3 separate regions of the Mus musculus genome follow, and all the other regions are linked to region 1. The links are chromatin contacts, called in public Hi-C and promoter capture Hi-C maps. All regions are on one chromosome and are shown on one strand. Each heading gives the region's core, a stretch centred on a gene start, on an enhancer-like site or on the middle of the called end of the contact. The rest is flanking DNA. Distances are from core to core; before and after follow the strand shown. Region 1 overlaps Nek10 (NIMA (never in mitosis gene a)- related kinase 10). Region 2 has its middle 100 kb from the start of Gm31658. Region 3 has its middle 100 kb from the start of Slc4a7.

What was found. A called contact is a pair of places that touch in the nucleus more often than the background predicts. Capture Hi-C pulls out chosen DNA fragments and counts their contacts.
Region 2: a contact with region 1 is called in a Hi-C map of muscle stem cells, with 1.8 times the contacts expected there. The contact joins two enhancer-like sites. A contact is called at or near these places in 2 of 484 Hi-C or Micro-C datasets (embryonic stem cells and muscle stem cells).
Region 3: a contact with region 1 is called in a promoter capture Hi-C map of adipose tissue, with 2.4 times the contacts expected there. The contact joins two enhancer-like sites. A contact is called at or near these places in 2 of 115 datasets of contacts at active chromatin or transcription factors (the NIH/3T3 cell line and embryonic stem cells) and 3 of 9 other capture datasets (adipose tissue, liver and pancreatic islet).

What each region holds. Positions count from the first base shown.
Region 1 is chr14:14,868,454-14,873,195 of GRCm38.p6, forward strand. All of the region lies in intron 21 of Nek10 (NIMA (never in mitosis gene a)- related kinase 10), which reads left to right. Among named protein-coding and RNA genes, the nearest start is that of Nek10, 50 kb to the left of the region's middle. Within about 2 kb of position 2,223, at least 43 of the 459 cell types and tissues checked have an H3K27ac peak or open chromatin away from gene starts, as enhancers often do. A contact at or near this core is called in adipose tissue and muscle stem cells, where this site is marked.
Region 2 is chr14:15,201,698-15,206,439 of GRCm38.p6, forward strand. No RefSeq gene overlaps it. Among named protein-coding and RNA genes, the nearest start is that of Gm31658, 100 kb to the right of the region's middle. Within about 2 kb of position 2,129, at least 1 of the 459 cell types and tissues checked has an H3K27ac peak or open chromatin away from gene starts, as enhancers often do. A contact at or near this core is called in muscle stem cells, where this site is marked.
Region 3 is chr14:14,597,416-14,602,157 of GRCm38.p6, forward strand. No RefSeq gene overlaps it. Among named protein-coding and RNA genes, the nearest start is that of Slc4a7, 100 kb to the right of the region's middle. Within about 2 kb of position 2,761, at least 57 of the 459 cell types and tissues checked have an H3K27ac peak or open chromatin away from gene starts, as enhancers often do. A contact at or near this core is called in adipose tissue, where this site is marked.

The DNA.
Region 1 (4,742 bases), core at 973-3,472:
ATTCACAAATCAGAATTCAAATTTATTGGCCAGATTTGTAAAAGTAGAACATACTGTATTATTTTGAAAAATAAAAATAACTTAAAATAGAAACTCTTTACATAAACCTTCAATATAAAGTCACTTGGTAATATTTTCATGCTAATGAATTATGAAATAAAGAACCAAGAAATCAAACAATTGTGAATCTTTATCTTGGACAAACATTTGCTTAATCATTTGAAATCAACCATAATTGTGTTTACCATAAACTTTTTACAAATCTGTTCTGTTTTTACTCAAGATTTTTTAAAAATAATTTACTTCTACATATTTCAATTTATAAGTCAAAGGGTATTATTAAAATTGTGAGCTTGAATTTCATAGCAGAAATAATAATAGCTAACTGTACATATTATTTCCTTACTGGATTAATAACTATAGTCATCTCCTTGCTGTATTTAAACATATTGAATCTACTCCATTATTTTTTAGCTTAGTTTTTATATTTAAACTTTATTTCATGGCACACATTGAAATTGTTTACAGAATAAAACAGTGAGACCATGCTTATGAAGTTACCTGGTCCATTTTTTTTTCCATTTCCAGATGGTATTTGACTTTCATCATGATGGTTTAGTTTTCCTATTCCCAGTTGGCCCATCTACATGCTGTCAGTATAGCTCAGGGTTAAAGCAATACTCAGTGTTTACATCATTATCAGTGTACAGTTATTGCCCAGACAAATTACCTTTCCTTTCTTATAGACCTTTTTGTTTTCCTTCAAGCTAATAGTTGCCTTCCTTTCTGCTTGTGTTTCTATGTATCCACCCTTATCTCTTTTCAGCTCTCTCATAATGATGCTGCGTATTATCTGCATGGTGTCTACAGTGTAGATCAGGGAAACTGCCAGTTTTCTATTCCTGGACACCCTACTCTTGTAGCTGTACCAACAGTGTAAACTGAACTTCCCTTTTGTCTGGTGCACAGCTGTTATTCTGGAACTTTCCATTTGCTTGTACTCTTTGCCCCTGCATCAGCATCTTGAATACTGAAGTTTCAGCTATGCACCAGGAGCTCCTGGCCTTCCTGATTTTGAAGGCGTTTCTTCCTGCTTCCAGATCCTGTCCAACTGATAGGAATCTGAGTTCCAGTCTAACTTTCATGAGCTACTATATCTCCTTGGAAAATTTCAGGGTGTTCCTTTCACCCTTGGTCCTGTATGGGCCTTTATTTAGCATAAAAGTTTATGTGTCTTATCTCTCTCTACTTGTACCTCAGTTATTTCTTCAGATTTATTTTTTAGTCATTTTATTGACCATTTGACTTTTAGTAGTAGTTTTGATCTCTGAATGTTCCACAATGTTCTCTGTTCCATCCTAGAAGGACCTGGCTTTTATTCCCCAGTGTAAGGGAGACTTCTTTCCTCAACAGCCCGCATAGCTTCTGTATTTTCTGGTCCATCTTTGTTTCCCCCTTGCTTAGCTGCTTAGTCTGATCTCTTTTATTCCTGTTGGATATTCCCCTTATGCTTCTGGTATAGAAGGGCTGTCTTTAATGTTACAGAAGAGACTGGAAACAGTTGTTGGAATCACTCTGTGTTCTAGCTAGGTCCATTACCTGGGCACTTGTAGCATGGTAGAGATTTCTTCAGAGATCCTGAAGTTGGTATCCATTCAAGCCTTGCTCCAAAGAAACTGTCTCAGGACTGGCCTATCCCCTCAGCCTGCTGCTGTGTTGCCATTGTGGGAGCCATGTGTTTGGCAGGCTCAGGGGACCATATTCAATTTGGATTTTCACCGAGTTCCCTTGGATATAGCCATCTGCTGGCTGGTGCCTAGTTGGCTGTGGTACTTTTGAATTTTGAATCTCTGTGCGCACTGTGTGGGTAGGAGGGGGCCTGGGACTCCATCTTTAGCTCTACAAGGTCCATGACTTTGACCTTTGGATGGCCTTTGCTCTTTCTTTTCTCAGAGGTGTGGAAAGTGTGCACAGCCAGGTCTGTCCCCTATGCTCCTCCTTCCTCACCATCTTCCAAGGTGTCGTTGATACAGCTCTTTCCTCCCTGTCACCACACTCATTCTCAAAGACAGCCCCCTACCCATATTTTAGCAAGGCTTTGAGAACTGCAGGAGATAAGCTTGATCAGTCCCTCTTTAAACCGGAAGTGGACAGGCCAGCTATGTTAATTAGGTATAAACAGTAGGCATAGCAACACACTTCCTTTTTATGTTGACTCTGCAACTGTAAAATTATATCCTCAGCTTGTGCCAGGCTCCCTAAAACAATCACTAGGGTTTAGAAGAATGAGCAACTGCCCGCTTCCTTTTCCTTTCTCTGCCTCTTGCTGCTTTATTGCCAATCCACTGACTTAATACTTCTTACAGTTTCACTTAGCAGTTATTAAGTCTCTAACTTTCTGGACATTTTAGCTTGTGTGAGGGAGCATAAGACAACTAGACCCATAGAAGTCGGAAGGAATAGCCCAGGGGCAGATTTGCTGCAATGTGATTTTTTTTTCTACCACAGTGATGGTGTAACCAGGACAAGGCATGATATCATTTTCATCAGGGAGTAGAAGATGATTTTCTGACTAACACAATAATACATAACTCTTTAACAATATCTTAAATGCAATAGGTGTCTTGGATTTTTATCAATATCTATCAAAGTTGATTAAAATATGGCTATAACTTAGTTTTAAGAGGTACTATGGTAAAATATTATTGCACCAATCCCCCCCCCCCATATTTCAGGAAGGTAGATGAAGTGTGTGTGTGTGTGTGTGTGTGTGTGTGTGTGTGTGTGTGTGTGTGTGACTGCACTTGGCAATGCTGCTAACAAAGGTGCTTTAGCTGATGAAACATGTTACCACAAAGGGGCAGTCACCGCAAGGCTGAAGCCACCAGAGCCAGAGCTTGCAATAGCTGCCTGGGTGGATTCATCATGTCTCCTCCACAAAGGGGCAAACTTTCTGTAGTGGGGTTTTCTTTGTGGAGGTGGAAAGTTTATTTACTTTCAGAAAAGAAGCACATATTTGTCAACTGAAGTCAGAGGTGAATGGGGCAAAGTGAATTGAAAAACAAACAAACAAACAAACAAACAAACAAGAAAACAAGATAAAAAGCCATTAGGGGAACCCAGATAGTCTCCTTCTCAGTGTATGTGTTGAGGCTGGCTGGCATTTGTTTTTAGTAAGCATTTCACTGTAGTTTGCTGTTACTCAGGAATGGTTGGGAGCACCAGCATAGTCCATGTGCATGGACTTAAAGACCTTTTCTCGTTGGTTTCCCACCACTGGGCATCAGACTCAATGTTCCTGGGCAGGCAGTGCTGCTCCTTTCCAACCCGACCACAGTCTCTCTGCTTTCAGTTTGTGAATCTGTTTTTATTTGAAAACTACCATCTGCACACAGGCAATGACATATGCCCAGGCAGGGCTTCTGCATATTTTGATGGCGTATGAGGCACAGGTGGAAACACACAGTGGGCAAAGCAGTCAGCTCTAAGTGCTGCCACCTGCCATGTGACACCCATACTGTGCTGGGACATCACAGAACAGCCCCGAGGAACACATGCCTGAACCTACAATTTTATATTGCTTGGCCTTTTCAAATGTCCATATTTTAATGGAAAATTTCACCTCTCCTGCTTTCTTGGCACCCAAATAAAGACAAGAAAAACAAAACACAAAACTCATATAATGTTAGGTAATAATTTCAGACATCGGCTTTTTTGTATGGCTTAGAAGGTCAAATGTTCCTGCTCAAGGGTATAAATGTCCTTGACAAGTGATACCTGGTTTGATGTTGGTGGTAGTAACAAGGCCATACTTGATTCTACGTGACATTTATCAAAGGCTTGATGCTTACCAAATGCTGCTACTGTGAAGCAGGTAACTACAGGGTGCATATAAAGCAAAAGGCCACAGCTTCTGCTCTCTGAGTAAACAGACACGTGCTGCCACCAGCAAGGTGAGCTGGAAGGATGGGAACCTCCTTCAGGAGTTTGTGGTGATGATGCAGGACAGTGAGGGCTAGACTGCAAATGGAAGTACTGCATCAGTCAGGATGGGACAGTAGCACAGGGTAGTGAGGACGGGACGGGTTATGCTGTGACAACAAAGAGCCTGAAAGTCTCAGCAACTTAAAACAGTGGTAGATAGTAGACTGTGGGACAAATCCAGACATGTCTGTTTTTATATGTCTTGTGAACTATTAATGGTTCTTATATTTTTAAAGTTTTTTTGTTATTTTCTCATTCATTCATTCACGTATTCATTTACATCCAGATCACAGCCCTTCCCCTTCTCCCAGCCCCACCCTTTCAAATCTCTCCCCTCATTACCCCTCCTCTTCTCTTCAGAGAAGAGGCAGCCCTCCACCCCACCCCATGATTACCAACCTGTCCTACCACATCAAGTCTTGTAGATAAGACTGTTCTTTAGCTCACAGACATCCATGTCTGCCTCTACTTCTATCTCAGGCTTCTGAGTGCTAGGATATAAGGCAAGTATCCTCACACACAGAATGTATTTTTTCATTATTTATTTATTCATTTTACATCCTGATTGCAGCCTCTCTCCCTCTTTTCCTCCCAGGCCCACCCTCATAGTCTCCTCCCTGAATTCACCCCTCTCCTTTTTCGCAGAGAAGGGGAGGTCCTTCATGGGTATCCCCCCTTCCCACACATTCAGACATCCAGACTTAGTAGGGCTTAGCACATCTTCTCCCACTGAGGCCAGAAAAAGCAGCCCACCTAGA
Region 2 (4,742 bases), core at 879-3,378, 330 kb after region 1:
TGCCTTGTCTAATAATCATATCTTAACTTGTTTACCAGGATGAGACTTGTCTAACATTCATGTTTTAGCTTGTCAACCAGGATGTCAGGTACTAATGCACATGTCATCTTTCAAGTAGAATGTCAGTTCCCAGGAAGATCTTGAGAACTTAAACTTTACTGGACTGCTACTCAAGATGGAAGTCTTATTGCAAATAGTTCCTTGTATTGGTGCAGGTGTCTCTCTTATGTTGGGTCCATCCTAGGAAGCTTATACTGTAAAGCTTCCGCACAGGTGCAGGAAATGCTGTCGAGTGGCTGGTTCAAGTCCAAGCTTATTGTGGGTAACTACACAAAACAGTCCTACTGACTTCTATCATGGCTGGTTTCCAGAGGCAAAGAACATAACAGAATATGTAGTCAATCTTGGCATTAGAAAGTTTTCTACTAACTGCAGAAACATGAAAAAATTTCCTTATAATGGCAGGCTATCTAGGTAACATTCTACCTAGGATTTAATATTTTATCTAGGCCTTAACAGAGGAAGAACAGAATGGATTGGAAATTACCAACACAATACAGAAAGAGGTGAAGCCAGTTCTATTCTGAAGTAGAAAGCATGCTTCCTCTACTGAGAAAGAAAGTCAAAGCCCGTACGTACACACACGCTCGCATGCGCACGCACACACACACACACACACACACACACACACACACACACACACACAAACACACACACATATATATATATATATCAGTAATATATATACATAATAATATAATAATATATAATATAAATAATATAATTTATTATTACCAATAATATATAATAATATAGTATATATATATATACATACATACACATATACCACAGACACAAACACATACAAGCACGTACACACACACACACACACACACACACACACACACACAACAAGACAGACCCGTACATGCATACCCCAACACATGCATGCACATACATACACATACACACAGGCACAGACACGTAGCACACACTCTATACGCACACATGTACATATACTCAAGCATGTACATATACATGAACATACACATCCAAATGCACACACACACACAGACCGCAGACTATAAAGCCTATACAGTTCGTTAAGTCAAAGTAATGAGAATGCCCTAGATCTTCCCTGCAGCTGGATGAGGTTGTACCTCTGACAGAGAGGAGGAGCTGTGGCTTTGATTTAGTGCATAACTAAGTCATAGTAATAGAAACAGCATTAATTAGTTTTAATTCTAGGACTCATCCTCTAGGCTGTACTTCAAAGACTTAGTCATGGTGCTTGCATGGATTCTTTCTGTACTTACCAGCACAGAAGCTGATAGATCAGATGAACCATGGGAGTTGAAAGGAAAATTAAATTGTAAAGGAGCAATTCAATGACTGAAACTCAGAATGTTGAGCACTTTGCTTGCAGTAGTGACTTCATAGCCACTCTTGAGGGACCATCAATGTTTCATCCAGGTTTCCAAAGCTAATACAGGGCTAGGATGATACCAGGACATGACTTCAAGGATGCTGAGCAAAGAGATCCCTGTGCAGGGTCAGGAGGAGCCCAGCAACTCTGTAGCCCCTCCCACTCTAGCCCAAGCCTCAGCTCCTCAACCCATCTGTGCCTCTTATCCATCATCACAGTTTTGACTCAAGAGCTAAAATGCCATACATTTAAACCCTGGGAAAGCACAGAACTTCTATTCTTCCTACCTGACGCTTGTGTGGCCCTAGGAAAGATGGCACTCCCAAACATTTGAGCATCTCTAAGCTCCATTTTCCTCTTGAGAAAAACATAGCTCCATAGAGCAGTGGCTACTTGTATAAGAATTGGAAGAGTTTTATGAACCCCAAATGCTCAGTGGCACGGTGGAGTCAGGTTGTTTTATTTGGGTGGTTTGGCTTCACTTTGATTCTCTAGAATTTTCGTTTTTATTTCTGTAATGAACAGGTTTTTGTTTGTTTGTTTGTTTGTTTGTTTGTTTGTTTAAGGTAAGCATTTGTAGCCCTCAGAACAGGCATTTTTACAAAGAACTTGTGGGTTTCTGGCATATCTGTTTTGGCCACTGCTGAGCATCATCACTGTGTCTGGGAACCCTAAGAACCCAGCTGTTCTTGAAACCCACAAAATTTTATGCAAATCAAATCATTTTCCTGACTCATAGCACTGGTTTACTATTTCAGACTCAAATTGCTACATGGGTTCTCGCCATTCTTAAATTACAAAGTTCAGACTCTCCACTTGCTCTCACAGTTCCTTAAGGTAAGAAGGATGTACAGGTCATGTCTTCATCTTGGTGTGTGTCCTGACTATTACTGATACCACAATGTGTTACAGTCTTCATTTGCCAGAATCATGCTTGCACTCCCAGAACACCAGTATGGCTGATGGACATTGCTTCCCTCATTAAGGACAAAACTGAGTTCTGTTTTCCTTGTTAGGCATTGTTGGAAAATCTAATTTTTTTATGTAGTTGTTTACTACTGCATCCTTTTCTTCAAGCATCATACATTTCTCAGTGACTGGACACCTAATGAGACAGTCAGAAGATGTCTCCAAGCGATCTGACTTCCCAGGCTGTGACATGCCTGGCTTGGATTTTCAATTAAAGGAAAGTTGAAAAGAGAGAGAAGAAAGCAAGCAAGTAATTAAGTAGCACCAGGGTCTTGGAAGAAGTTGTTAAATGAATTATTTAATAAACCAGTCTGATGCAAGAGACCTGGCTCTCCATGGCTTTCTGCTTCCTGTGCAGCCTGGGTTGCAGCTTCCTGGAGTTTTGTTGTGCACCCACGGGAGGGGTTGCTGCATCGGAGAGGAAATGAGAAAAGAGGGATTTGAAAGACAAATGCTTTGAAGGAAGTTGTGAGCAGGGTAAAGGCTCTGTGTGGAAAGTCCTCCCTGTAGGAAGAGGGATATGCCTTGAGATGCCACGTGAGCATGTAGCAGTAGGAGTGGGTTTCTTAAAGACAAACAGAAAACCCTCAAAGATCTCTCTCTGATGTGTGTGTTCATTTTCTCTCTTTCTCTCTCTCTCTTTCTCACTCTCACTCTCTCTCATATATATATGTATGTATGTATATATATTCATATATTCAGCTGTGTATGTGTGTTTATGTATGGGTGTGCATATCTATATGTATATATGTGTATGAGTATATGTGTGGGTGTGTGTATTTAGGTATATGTATGTGTATGAGTGTATGTTTGTGTGTATATATGTTTGAGTGTATGTGTATGTGTGTGTACATGTGTATAGATGTGTGTGAGTGTATGTGTGTATATGTTTATGTGTGTCCCTTCTCTCTGTGTATAGGTCTCTCTCCTGTTCTCTCTGTCTCTGTCTCTCTCTGTCTCTCTGTCTCTGTCTCTCTCTCTCTGTATGTGTATGTATGTGTGTGCTCTTTTCCCTCTGTGTGTAGGAACACATGCTTGGGTGCTTGTGGGGGTCAGAAGCACACCTTGGAGCTGATGTTACAGATATCTGTGAGCTGCTGGATGAGGTACAAACTGGGCTCAGATCTTCTGCAAGTGCAGCATGCACTCTAACCAGCAAGCATCTTTCTAGCACCCAGGAATGACTTTCTTTAACAGGCAGCCTAATATGAGTCCAGTAAATTCAAGGGTTTCAAGGTACAATAAATTCACAGTTAAAGAGCTTGAAATTAGTAAGGCAGCATCTCATGTTCAACCTCCCTCTCTTTAGTAACAAATACAAAACACTGCAGTCAACACCCGAGCCACCCTTTAATTTGGAATCTCTTGGGTCAAACATGTAACTAAAGGACAATGGGGAAAGAACTAGAAAGGATAAGAATCAGAAGCTACACAGATCTAGTTATGAGCAACAGAGTCCTCTGATTCAGTCTCAGCCGCTTCCCCAGGAGCTCTACGTATGTGGCAAGTCTTGTTATGTCAGAGAACGTTCTCTCAGTGCAATGGAATGCCTTATGCCGGGGCACCAAGGAAGAAATAAGTGGGAAGGGAGCACTTACGTCTGCATTTGTAAGCCATCTTTCTGATCCAAAGAGTTGAAGTCTATTATGCATGGAAGAGAAGGAAGCAGGAAGGGAAGGTGTGATGCTAGGAGCAGGAGGCTGGCTGCCAGCAGTGCATAGGCATTTAGGAAGCACAGAGAGAATCAGGAAGTGGGACTGCAGCACCTCAAACTCCACCCACAGTGACCCAATTCCTCCAACAAGGCTCCCCCTAGCAAAATTCCACAACTTTCTCAAACACTACTACCAGTAGGAACCAAGTGTCCAAACACATGAGCTTATGGGGGACATTTCACATTCAGAACAGAACAGGCCCATCTTCCATCTTCTTCTTAAATCATGTAGCTTTTGATTTCAGATTTCTGCAGTTCCAGTCTCAGAATCACCTAAATTTAGCCCTTCTCGTCTTTCTCAAGCACTGGCTTCAGTTAAAATCTAATCAGCAAATAAAGTAAAAATCATAAAGTCTCCCTGACGTTAGCTGTTGCCTTGCTGTGGATTCTCACCTCCCGTGAAGTAACCCTCTTCTGCCTTCTGTGCTACTATAGTAGCCCAGTTGGCCCTCTGTGCTCTAGGAGGTCATTTTCAGTGCATTTTACACCTCTTAAAGGTCTGTGCAACCCGGATAACTCATATGCTATTTCATCTTTTGCTAAATGACTGATGCTCTCTTTGAACACTGGCCCGAGCCTCAGTTCTCCAGTATCCCACTTGTCACTTATGCTTCCTTGCAAATACACTTGCAA
Region 3 (4,742 bases), core at 1,511-4,010, 270 kb before region 1:
TAACCAGATCCCTTCTCTCTGACAAGCTCCCTTTGTGGCAGGCTTGTATTCTTGTACTTTCAAGTTTTCCTCTATGGTCAACTCTGACAGATGTCTAGTTTATTTCTAGTTCTTAATCATTTGTACAATAATTGCACCTTATGAACCTGGAGTTTTATATTTAGCTTCCCACCTTTAGCTCAAACCTAGTTTTTCCTGGAAATATTGAATCTGAGGAGAACATATTAGAACCAGGAGCAATGTGTTGACAATGGGTCTGACATTTGTAGCACTTACTTTCGTAGAGTTTGTTGTGAACTCCTAGTGCACTAAATACTTGGGGAAGTGACATAAGAGAAACTTGGAATGAATGATGAACATACCAGAGAGAAGGGCGTGGGAAAAGACAAGAGGCTCCTTAAGGTAGAATAATAAGATTCTTAACTTTTAAAATATCATTCTAGGAGCTGGAGAGGTTAGCCATCAATAGCAGCAGCTGCTTTTCCAGAGGACCAGAGTTTGATTCTCAGGACCCACATGGTAGCGGATGGCCACCTATAATTCTAGTTCCAAGGCATTCCATACCTCTTCAGTCCTCCATGAACATTGTACACATTGCAAACAGACTTACATGAAGCAGAAACACTCATACACATAAAATAAAAGACAAATACTTTTAAATTAAAAATATCATCCTAACCAAAGAAGTTTTATTGTCTGATCATAATATTGCTGATCACATCTACACAAGCCTATTTTTGTAGTTTTGTTGTTTTGTTTTGTTTTCCAAATGCCAGGCCTAGTAAAGTAATATGGCCCATCATCCCTCATTATAGACTATCTCTTTACATTGTAACAACAAATTTCTAGGGTTGAACTTTACAAAACAGATCTAATAAATGTCTATGTTGTCAAGAAATGATACAATATTCCTGAGAAGGGGTATGAAACTCTGAACTCTAACCAAAACACCCTTCAAAATGAGCAACTTCCTCTTTGTGGAATTTGAGGGAAAACTATTTCTCAGGTTTGAACCCGATACCAATGTTCACTATAATCTTGGAACAAGCAAACTCTTCACGGGGTAACAGAAGAGACCTTTCAAAACTCTGGAATCAAGCTAGATATTGTTTTAGGGCTATCATGCCAGAACTCTGGAGGCTAAGGCAGGAGATCAGCCTGGACTGCATAGCCTTGTTTCAATAAAACACCTCTGGCACCCAGCTCCACTTCATATGCCTATTGGACTAAAACCCCACTATACTTCAAGTCCCACATGGAAACTGCACATCCTCGAATGCCCATAAACTTATGGTTGTGTGTCTTATTTATGTGTGTAATGTGTATAACATATGTATGTGTACACATGTGTGCCTGTGGTACACATGTGTGCACATGCATACAGACCAGAAATTAACATCAGGTGTCTTCTTCAGTTGCTCTCCACTTTATTTTTTGAGATAGGCTCTCTTATCATTGAACAGAGAGCTCATAAATTAGGCTAGGCTGACTGGCCAATGTACTCCAAAGATCCACCTGCCTCTGATTCCCTAAGGATAAGACTGTAGGTGCACACTGCCATGTCCAACATTACATGGAGTCTAAGATTCTAGGATCTGAACTCAGGACCTCGTGTTTACATGGCAAGCACTTTGCAGACTGAGCGGTCTCCTTTGTCCCTTATGGTTGCATTTTTACTGTAATTTTTATACTTTAGTTATTTCTGATTCATCTGCTTATTTTTCTCCTAAAATCATTAGCTTCTAAGGGCTGATGTTTGTGTAGTTCATTTTGAGGGCACATACCTATGCCCAGGAAAGGAAGCCAACAAGCATTTGCTGAATTGAATTGAATTTTGGTAAGCTCACTTGAGATCTTGTCATGTCATCAAAAGTTTGTTGGCTGAGGAAGGACGGTAGGAAAATAGAAGGACAGAAGCAAGGATAAGAAAAGCATGAAGGAACACAGGAAGGGAACATGATGGAATGTTTGCTCAAATGTGTTTACGTACCAGAAATTGTTAGGAGATGTGATATGCCCTTTGAAACTATAATAAGATTGTAAGGAATAATTGCCTCCTTGGGAGATAAAGGTCATTATTATTAATGAGAACTAAATTACTACCATTCTCCCCCTGTCCTGTGGTTGTAAAAAGGAAGAGAGAAAGAATGCATACTACCATTTAGGTCACAGATAGAACTTGTTTCACATTTCTTTTTGAGCTGAAGCCCTGCCATTGCTTGAGTTTTCCTGTGCCTTACTTGAGAGGATGAGAGAGAACAAAGCACATCTCTGTCCTTTGGAAGCGCTATGGTTTCTCTGCTGTGTGAATGGTTCTCTTTAGAGCAGGAACTTAGGTCATGTGAAGGCATTTCCTCCAAATGTAAGATCCATCTGCTCAACTCTGCATTTCCCATTATGAGCTGCAGCCCCCTGCAGCTGCTTCTGCTGTTTCCACTGGATGGCCCATGAGGAGCCACTGTGCCCTCTGGCTCTCACAGGCTGGTAAGAGCTTGGTTAGAACAGGCAAAATGGAAGAGAGTTTTGATGTATAGTAGAGAACACTTCAGCTGGCCGTGAGAGAGATTTTCTGACCAGTGAGGGAACCTGACCACCAAGCTCAAGACACAGGGATTTGGTTCCCTAGCCTACATAAATCAAATAGACAACCACATGAAAGTTGCTGCTTCTGTTACTTTCTTTTTACTGGCTACAAGATACCGGATAAGAAGCAATGGAAGAGAGTAAAAGTTCGCTTCAGTTTATAATTTGAGGAAGATGTAATTCACCACAGAGAGGAAGTCACAGTGGCAAGAGCTTGAGACTGCTTGTCGTATTTGCTAGGAAGCCAGGGATGATGAAAACTGACGTTCAGCTCACTTTCATCCTTATGCATCCAGACTCCATCCCATGAAACGGTTGAACCTACAGTAAAGTGGGTCTTCCCACTTCAGTTAACCTAATATAAATAATCACGCATAAGCATGGCCAGAGGCCAACCTAATTTAGATAGCCCTTCACAAGCATGCCCACAGAGTGGTCTCACAGGTGATTTGGCACCTTGTCAAGTTGACAAGAAGCACTAAATGTCAGAGATGCCTATGGAGATATGCCGGAATATGGAGTTGTCAAGGCAGAGAAGACGCAGGGAAGGACCCCTTGAATTTTACCTAGGGGGATTTTAGAATCTAATCAAACAGGTAGATGGAGTTAAGAGAATATATTCTACCCTGGAGCTCAGTCTAGATGATTCAGTGGATGGCTGCATCTCAAATGCTTAAGTCCTTACTGGGCTTCATATCCCCAGTGGGTAGATAGGTTTCAAGAATTTAAGTTACCTATTCAATTTTGAATCTTCTTCGGGAAATCATTTCTAGAGAGTTTAAAAAAGCTAACTGTGGTTGACCAAGGAATTGGACTCGTAAGCAAAGAAAGAAGCCAGGACCTATGTAGAGTCTGTAATTATTACCCTAAGGCAGGCGGATGCCAAGCACGAGGCCAGCCTGGCCTGTATAGCATGTTTGAGGCCACCCAGAGCTACATAACAAGACTGTCTCAACAAAATGAAACTAAGCAAAATAAAAGAACAAAGGGAAAAGAGGGAAGGTAAAACTTCCAACAACAAGAAATATTTGGGAATCTATCTAAATATAATTTAGATATAAACTAAAACTAAAATCAAAACCCCACAGCTATTCAGCCCAGTGTATCAGAGCCCCAGCAGAGATGTAAGCTCCAGTGTATGGAACAAGGTGTAGTTTCCTGACCCATCTGACATTCCTAGGACTATTCCTGTCAATTTCCTAAGACCAGAGCCTGTATGAGGTGGTCATATCAATTACACAGAACTCTGGATGTTTGATGATGGATGTCTTTCATTGGCTCACTCCCTTTATCATTTCTGGTACTGATCCCTATAGGGGTACATATCAGGGGCATGTTAGACAAGTTGCCCAAGAGAGCACACCTGAAGTAGAAGCTGCAGAAACAAGCTCATTAGCTGAGGAGGAACAGAAGATAGCCTCCTTCACAATTTTAACTGAAGCATCATAGTACCACCACCCACTGATTGGCTAGAAGCACTGTCCAATGCCTACCATTGGCAAGATCATAAGAATGTCTAAGCTTCCTCCCATTGTATGAGAAATACAACAAAGGTACTTTACTATGTGAATGAAGTTTCTCTTTCTCTTAACCTAGATTATATGAAGTGGGCCTACTTTTTTATTTATCTAAAAAAAAAACAACAATGTAGAGAGGAATAGGAAAGACTAAAATGGTGAAAAGAGCCAGGTGTGATAGTGCACGCCGATAACCCCAGCACTTAAATGACTGGCAGGAAGACTGCTAATTCAAGACAAGCATGTCTACAGAGCAATAGCTGCAAAAATCACAAACACAGAAGCTGAGGGTGGGACTGGAGGAGACCCATTGGAGAAACAGAGCAGGCAGAGAGCCAGAGGTGAAGTGGAAGAGCTCCTGGATGGTCACAGCAGCAAAAGCACCTGATCAGAATCAGCTCCTGGATGCAATGTATTCTTGGTTTCAAACTGGCTACGGATTAGACTACAGACATCAGGTTTGAGGTCAAAGAGCCTCATGCAAGTGATAGCCAAGACTTACTCCCAGCCAAGAGTCCAGGGAATGGTTCGGGCTTCAGGGATGGTTGCCTGCCAAGCAATGGCAAAGGCCCCTCAGTTTATTTCCACTCAGACTTTATCAGTTCCCTTTTGCTGCCACTGCCTTTCATACTTCCTGATTTT